Regions from separate parts of the Mus musculus genome. Here region 2 is linked to region 1. The links are chromatin contacts, called in public ChIA-PET maps. All regions are on one chromosome and are shown on one strand. The core of a region is the stretch at or near the end of the contact, and the rest is flanking DNA. Distances in the headings are between cores, read along the strand shown. Region 1 overlaps 8030442B05Rik (RIKEN cDNA 8030442B05 gene). Region 2 has its middle 14 kb from the start of Gm10851.

Region 1 (3,965 bases), core at 679-3,178:
ACTCATGCACTCCTTACATAACTCTTTATTTACTGAGAAGGGCCGTCCCTGATGACATCACACACAGAGGATCTGCACTGAGCGGGTGAGGGGGCCAGAGACGTACCCCACAATATGCCTTGGGGGCATATGGAGAATTTTAAACTAAAGGCAACTGGAGCTTTTGACTTTTCCCATACTTCCAAAACCTAGAGAGTACACTTTCCCCCTTCAAAAAGCATTTTTAATGCTACAATTACAATGGAAATTTCCACCTTCAGTAGAAGAGCTGCAACCAGAGATGCCACCATCTACAAGCATGGCAGCCGTTCTTTGACACATACCATCTCCTGGACATGTCACAACTTTCATCGCCCTCCTCCCCCAATAACCCACACCCCATTTCATCTGATTAGCCTATGATGGTTTATAGGCCTCATTTTGAGCCATTTTAAAAAATGAATTCTTGTATACATTCAAAATAAAAACACTTCCCCCCTCTTGTTAATGTGTCAGCTTGAACACGACCCCCCAAACCATGAACCTAGAAAGATACCAAGGCAAGGGCGGTCCCAGCTCTCAGCCAGTGTGTCTGTTGCAGAGAGATGGCAGGGATAGCTTAGAAAACATCAGCAGCCATTCTGGGAGGAAGAGCACAGGGTCTGAGAGATGTGTTCCTCCCCATCTCTGAAGGGGCAACCTAAATAAGAGCTCCCTAGGACACCCACCTGTCTTTGTTCAGGCTCCTGATTAGTCAAATCAAGAGTGGCCTTCTGACCACAACTGTGAATTGGAGGATTATTCCCCCAAGTTCCTGAGATAGTATTAACCATTTGTCTTTAGCACTGGTGCAGCAAAAGCCTAAAATGATTTTAAACACCCAAGTCAGAATTTCCTCAGAAACTTCAGGGTCTGAAAGTGCCCAGCGGGTGTGTGCCAGACTCCAAAGCAAAGTAAGTTATTGGTGAGTGCCGCAGGCCACCTGCTCAGGACAACCAACCGGCCCATCACAGCAGAAGGAAGTGACTGGTTTATACGCTGTTACCTTAATGATTAGCAACCGAAGGACACTTTGTCGCGCCCAGATTCTATAGGGGTGAGAGGGCAGGGCTGAGAGGTGGAGTGAGTGGGAGGTCAGGGGTGGGAGGTGGAGTGGATATCAGGCAGGATGCTTCCTTACAGAACACACAAGGCTAGCATATTCACACCCATCAACTGCAGTCCTTTCTTGAGCTGTTTCCTGATATTTTAGCAAAGTATTGCATGAGGTAAAGAAGTACAGCACAAAGAAATGTGAGCCTGAGACAATTAAGCTGAATGGTTTATGGAAGTTTATGGTTATAATGGTTTATTTTACCACAAAAAATAATTTGGGATTTTTAAAAATTCTTTATTCTGTTCCGTGTGTGTGTGTGTGTGTGTGTGTGTGTGTGTGTGTGTGTGTGTGTGCTGCATACAGAGATCATGCCTCATAGAACAGCATTCAGGACCCAGATCTCTCCTCCCTCCTTGTTGAAGCCATCTGCCTCATTTCTGCCATGCTGTGTGTACCAGGCTTGCTGGCCTGGAACCTTGCCAAATAGGCTAAACTATTCAATGGCCAGCAAGCTTCCAGGGCCAGCAAGCCTGTCTCTACCTTCCACCTCACTGTTTCTAGGATTGTAAGTGTCTGGCTTTTTATATGGGTTCTAGGGCTCTGGACGCAGGTCCCTCATATTTACTATATATTTTATTTACCTACTAAGTCATCTCCCCACCCACTTGAGACTTTTCTATTCTTGTTCTGTTATATTGAAGCTGAACTGGAAAATAAAGCCATTATGGCAATCATTTATGAAGAAAATCAATGGAGGATTTTAATCAATGAAACTCTACCCAGAATGCCTTTTATACGTGCCAGCAGGATTGCTCAGTAGAGGAAGACTTGCTGCCAAGCCTGACAGTCTATCTACAGTCCCCCATACTGACACGGTAGGAGAGAGCTGAACCCTGTAGTTGTTCTCTGACCTCCACACCTGCACTGTGGCATAAGCACATGCTCACACCAACGGTAACTAAACGTAATTACAAGTGTTTAAAGGCCTGGCACCAAAATTCAAGCATGGATGCCCTTGCTATGTTAGGTGAGAGTGCTGTGCTGTGTTGGCTTCAGTCTTTCATCTCCTTTACTAACCGCCTCTTTGATTATTCAACCAATCACAGCAGTTAAGGGAGCCTGCACAGATTCCATTCCACCTGGATGGGCCTTAATGGGTACGTAAGTTTCCACCCAGAAGATGTAGAAAGCAATAACCTGGGTGGAGGAACATGGTGCAACAGAGTCACAGAAGCATGAACGGACATGATGTGTTCGGAATTGGTAGGCTATCAACTGGGACAAGGAAACAGGGCGGGTAGGGCACCCGAGGAAGAAATGTCAGACACACTGGTCCCCCATTCCTCCCGGCCTTGAAAATCATTCTAAGACAGTTGGACCAACCCTTCAGTGTCACCAACCACAAACGTTTTCCTTGGGTTGATGTTTTCATGCAAACCCAAGGTTAAGTACAGCCCTGAACTGAAGGAAGAGAGGACCAGTCCCAGGTGGTTTCAACAAGAGTCTGTGCTAAGAGGTGACAACATTCTGACAAATAGTGACTTAAAAAGTAAGTAAATAAATACATAAACAAAATAAATGGAAATGTGAAAAAAAAAGATATAACAGGCATTTTGCAAGTAAAATTGACAGTTGTAAACACAAGGTTTTGTTTGCTTTGAGGAACAGGAAACTCCGGGAGCCTTCACCTAGGCATGTGTCATTTTTAACAGGGACAAATGACGATCAGCTGGCTGTTACATATAGTGTACAGACTGTTACCTTAAGCAGAAAGTGAAAGCAGGACTTAGTGGGAAAATCCCAGACCCTTCTAGTTCTAAGTAAACTGAAAACAGGCAGGAGAACTACGGAAAGCCTGGACTCTCCCAGGATTCAAGGCATGGCCAGACAGAATTGGGACATTGTCTCTGTCATTGTTGTTTTAGCACATTCTCATGCCAATAGAATAGACCGTGTAACCAAAAACTAGAACTCAAAAATCCTTTTCTAATGGGACTAGACACTTTGTACCTATGCCAGCTGCCCTTGCACCTACCAAGACTATTAAATTGAAGTCAGTTAAACTGCACTGGTGAAAGGGGCCAAGATAAGCTTTAATTCTTCCAATTAAAGAAAAATCCTCTGAGATGTTTCCAGCAAAATTCAAGCTTTAAGCTCTGTCAACAGTCCTTAATTCAACACAATCTAAAGAGGTTTACCTACAGGTTATACCTTTCATATCTGTGTAGCTTGACATCAGAGGTGCCCACTATCATTTGGAAACTATGATCTTGTGGGTGGGCCTTGTCTGTGTTGTGCTTAGACCGTAGCAAGAAAAACTGATACATAAGTAATTATGAATGTTCTAGTTTCATTTCTGTTGTTGTGATCATCTAACCTGGGGGGTGGGGTGGGAGGTGGAAGGCCACTTTAAAAAGAAAAAGGTTTATTTCAACTTACAATTCCGGGTTGTGGGAAAGTCAAAGCTAGAACTTCAAATCGCTAGTCATATCACATCCATAGTCACGAGAAGGGAGAAATGAAGACACACTTATTTATTTGTTTGTTTGTGCTCATCTTAAAAGTGGAGACACTTTTAAGCAGTTCATGGCCTAGGTAATGGTGCTGCCCATAGTGGGCTTAATCTCCCTACATCAATTAATTTAAATGACAATCTCTCACAGATGTGCCCACTGGCCAGCTCTATGTAGAGAGCTCACTGAGACTTTCTTTCCCTGTGATTCTAGGTTGTGTCAAACTGAAATTGAAAAGTAACATCCTAAGTAAAAATAAATGTCCCGTGGTGGAAAGAGGTCACAAGTTGCTAAAATGTAACCATTGATGCTTATGAAAGTATTCTCCCACACTTCAGGTTCTCTGTGTCCTTTTTTAATTCATTTCTTTTCTTTTT
Region 2 (3,965 bases), core at 595-3,094, 170 kb after region 1:
GCAAAAGGTGTTCTCCCCAAGGGCCATCTAAGGCCAACATGACTTCAGGAACTCTAAAAACAAAAACAAAATACAAAAAAACAGCACTCATTACAGAGAAGCAACCAGGTGTGAATGCTGCCTTGGGTAAATCCTTCTAAGCAAAACACAAACAAAACCCACCAAACAAACAAAACTTTGATATCAAAGTTTCAGGATGGGTTCTTAGTCTGAGCTACATGAGGCCCTGACTCAAAAAGAAAAACACAGAAGGAAATTTTTATCTAAAACATTTAGCACCTCTGAAAGTTCGTGCTTCATTCTGCAGCCCAGGCTGGCCTGGAATTCATAGTTTGTAGCCTAGACTGCCCTTGACTCGTGGCAATCCTCCTGTTTCTGACTCTTGAAATAAGGGATATTAGTACCTACCCTGTAGGATAGTAGGGGCAGGGGCAGGCCTGTTTGTGTATTTGTGTGTGTACATCTTTTAAAGGCAAGATCTCACGTAGCCCAGCCTGGTCTCTAACTTGCTATGAAGCTAAGACTGGCCTTGAATTCCTGATCTCTTGACTACCTGCTAGGATTATACATATATACGATCATACCCAGATATCCCTAGGGTAATACCAAACCAAAACCCAGGGACCACAGAGCTGATGCAGACCAGCATCTCTCTCCTGACTTTTCAGGGAAGTAGACTCTGTGTTATCTTCTAGGTAATAAGTACTCAGGTCAAATTCATCCTTAAGACACAGCTCTGAGCCGGGCAGTGGTGGCGCACGCCTTTAATCCCAGCACTCGGGAGGCGGAGGCAGGCAGATTTCTGAGTTCGAGGCCAGCTTGGTCTACAAAGTGAGTTCCAGGACAGCCAGGGCTATACAGAGAAACCCTGTCTTGAAAAACCAAAAAAATAAAAATAAAAATAAAAAAATAAAAAAAAATAAGACACAGCTCTGCAGATCTAATCTGCTTTGAGGAGGGGAAGGGTTAGAAAGCTGGGGACAGGGTAGGAAACAATGAACAGCTGCTGATATCACGATGCCGTTGTATTTGTTAAACCCATAGTCAGGATCATACTTCCTGGTGAGGTGGAGATGGGACATCCTTCCTTAGTGCTGGGCAGTCCTTTTCCACCTGTACATAGAGCAGCAACACACCTTAAAGAGCGAACCTTCCAGACCAAATGATAAATCGACGCAGAACCCTGCAGACTATATCACTTTTTGCAAGGTCATCTACCTATCTATCATCTATCTATCTACCTATCTATCATCTATCTATCTATCTATCTATCTATCAGGATAAATTCTTTTATGGATACACAAAGGCTTGGGGTACGCAAGATGAAAACTGAGTTTTAGGCACCCATCTCTCTCTCCTGTGAATGTGAACTTCTAGCTCAATCTGATTCCTGGACAGAACCCTATAATTTTTCAGTAATGAATCTCAAATTTGGCTCCTATAAGTTTATATCCCCCGAGGCAAAAGCAAGACCAACACAACCTCCTGTTTACCCAGCCTTCCAAATACTAGCAGATCGAAATCATGAGCCTCTCCTATCCTGCCCTTATCTTGCATCCCCACTGCTTACAAGGAAGCCTCACATGACATTTCCACTCTCACCGGCTCAGCAACTCTTCCTGTCCTCTTAGCTAAGTGTTGTGTGTAGTCACAGATGCAATGCATTCTAGGTCCTATGAACTAAGATGGTAATGGGCAGCCTCAGGGGTTCTCAGAGCCTTACCCTAAAGCTAGCTTTGGCTTCCTCGTTTCTGGACCAAAGCGATCATCTAGATCGGAAGCATTCTTCTCACAGCAGCTTCCGTGAGTTATTTACACAAATGCCCAGCAGAACATCGCGTCCGTGATCAGGGGGGTTGGCATACTCTGCTGCCAAGCAATTGTACTACTGTCGAAGATTAAAAACACTCTGTGCTCTTAGGCAATCGCCCAAGTTCAAGGTTTCAAAATTTAAAAGAGAGAGAGAGAGAGAGAGAGAGAGAGAGAGAGAGAGAGAGAGAGAGAGAGAGAGAGAGAAAGGAAAAATAGATTTTTAAAATAGACCTGTCCTTGTAACTGTTTTTCTTTTGTGGGTTTGCAAGCCCACCCCGGCCGCACCCGCCTCTCGGTTCCTCTACAGTTATTTACAAAGCGTAGCGGCTCCCAGGCCTTCTTGGAAAATTCCCTTTGCCAGGAAGGCGACCCAGCGGGCCAGCAGAGGCGGGAAGCCCAGGGACTGCAAGCCCTCCACCCATGCCTGCGGTGCACAGACACGTGCGTGCGACAACTGGGAGCACAGACGGGCACGTGAACTCAGCGTGCCGTACAGTCCCGAGGGGAGGAGCGAGCGCTGACCAGCTCGTGGGCCGGCCGTGCGCCGCAGCCAATCTACGCAGACCTGCTTCTAGGCCACGCCCCTTTGTTGCCAGCTGCTGCGTCCCGAGCTGACCTCTTCAGGATGGTGAGACAGCGGGCAGTCTCTGCCCAGGCTGCGCGCAGTGCTACCCACCACTTTTCTGGGCGCGGATACAGTAGAGGATGCCGTCCCTATGTTCCTATAAGGGATCTCAGAGACAGGGTTCCTCCCCTACACTAGGTTGGGTTGTCGGGTTCTTCCGGGTCCTCTTCCCTGGTAACCACTTCAGGACATAAGCCTACCTTCTTCGTTGCTTCCACCCCCATAGCCACTCTCAGAAATCAGAGGCAGAAAAGAATGTTCCAGGGTTGACATTCAATCTACTGAAGTGTTTGGTTTGTTTTTTGTCTTCGGTTACTTTTCTGAACTAGACAAGTCTTTAATCCCAACATTCTAGAGGCAGAAGGTAGTGGATTTCTAGGAGTTTTAAGCCAGCCTGAGTTACATAATGAGTTCTGACAAGCCGGAGCTAGATGGTGAGACCTAATAAATAAATGAATAAATAAGTTAATGATTAATTTTTGGAAGCCAAACGTGGCAGTAGTCCACAACTGTAAGCACAGCGCTTGGAAGGCGGAGGCAGGAAGATCAGAATTTCGGGGTCATATTATAGTGAGTAAGGAGACAGTCTAGGCTACATAAGACTCCATCTCAAACGCCAGTTTCAAAATGTGAGGTTTCTTCATTTAAATTTTAGCGAACATACAAAATAATGGGTTTCATTGTAAAATTTTCTTACATATATGTCATTGTAGTTTGCTATTACTATTATCTTCATTTGGAGGGACGGATCTTGCTGTGTAGATCTTGCTGTTGCCCTCAAAACCAAGTTCCTCCTGCTTTAGCCTCTGTAGCCTCTTTAGCCTGGTGCTGGATTTCAGATGTGCACCTCCAAGCCCAGAAACAAAAAACAACTTTTTGGTTTTTTAAAGTAGTACGTGCTCATTGGGCAATGACGAAAAGATACCAAAAAAAACTATGTTTTTTGTTTGTTTTAAAACTAGTATATGTTCATTGGGCAATGGTTAAAAGAACATCAAATAACTGTGGTGGTATTTCCTTCTAAATTTCCATATATTTGAGATACTTTATAATGCCCCAGGAGCTCTGGTATTTGACCTCACTGATTGCCCTTTACAAAATGTCATTGCTTCTGGTGGTCATCAGATGTTATCATTAAGAATTTTACTTTTCTAATTAAAATAAACAGACTCTGGTCATGGTGGCTAGGCTAGCCTTGAGCATACAAGTAATCCTCCTGCCTCAGACTTCCAACTTCTGAGAGACAAGTTTGGAAGAAAATATCACCAGGAATATCTGATGTTATTTCAACCATTGCAGATTTAAAATTATTTGGAGGACAGCATCTTTTATGTTTATCAGATGCCTGACACAGCCTCATAGACACAGAAATAAGTACCATTGCCAACAAAAGTCAGACTAGCCTGGAACTTACTATGTAGCCCAGGCAGGCTTTGAACTTACAGAAACCCTCCTGCTTCATCTTCTCAATTGCTAAGATTACAGGCATTAGCCACCATATCCAAATCACACAGCATGATTTTTAATT

What was found. ChIA-PET counts read pairs in DNA pulled down with a chosen protein or histone mark.
Region 2: a contact with region 1 is called in an H3K27ac ChIA-PET map of liver, with 7 times the contacts expected there. The contact joins two enhancer-like sites. A contact is called at or near these places in 5 of 484 Hi-C or Micro-C datasets (LSK cells, bone marrow-derived macrophages, liver and 1 more) and 15 of 115 datasets of contacts at active chromatin or transcription factors (CD8 T cells, DN3 thymocytes, the HPC-7 cell line and 12 more).

Annotation. Positions count from the first base shown.
Region 1 is chr2:11,361,258-11,365,222 of GRCm38.p6, forward strand. The region is part of intron 1 of 8030442B05Rik (RIKEN cDNA 8030442B05 gene); the gene reads right to left. Among named protein-coding and RNA genes, the nearest start is that of Gm13291, 22 kb to the right of the region's middle. Within about 2 kb of position 1,929, at least 37 of the 459 cell types and tissues checked have an H3K27ac peak or open chromatin away from gene starts, as enhancers often do. A contact at or near this core is called in liver, where this site is marked.
Region 2 is chr2:11,533,262-11,537,226 of GRCm38.p6, forward strand. It overlaps a transcript of Pfkfb3 not described here. Among named protein-coding and RNA genes, the nearest start is that of Gm10851, 14 kb to the left of the region's middle. Within about 2 kb of position 1,845, at least 339 of the 459 cell types and tissues checked have an H3K27ac peak or open chromatin away from gene starts, as enhancers often do. A contact at or near this core is called in liver, where this site is marked.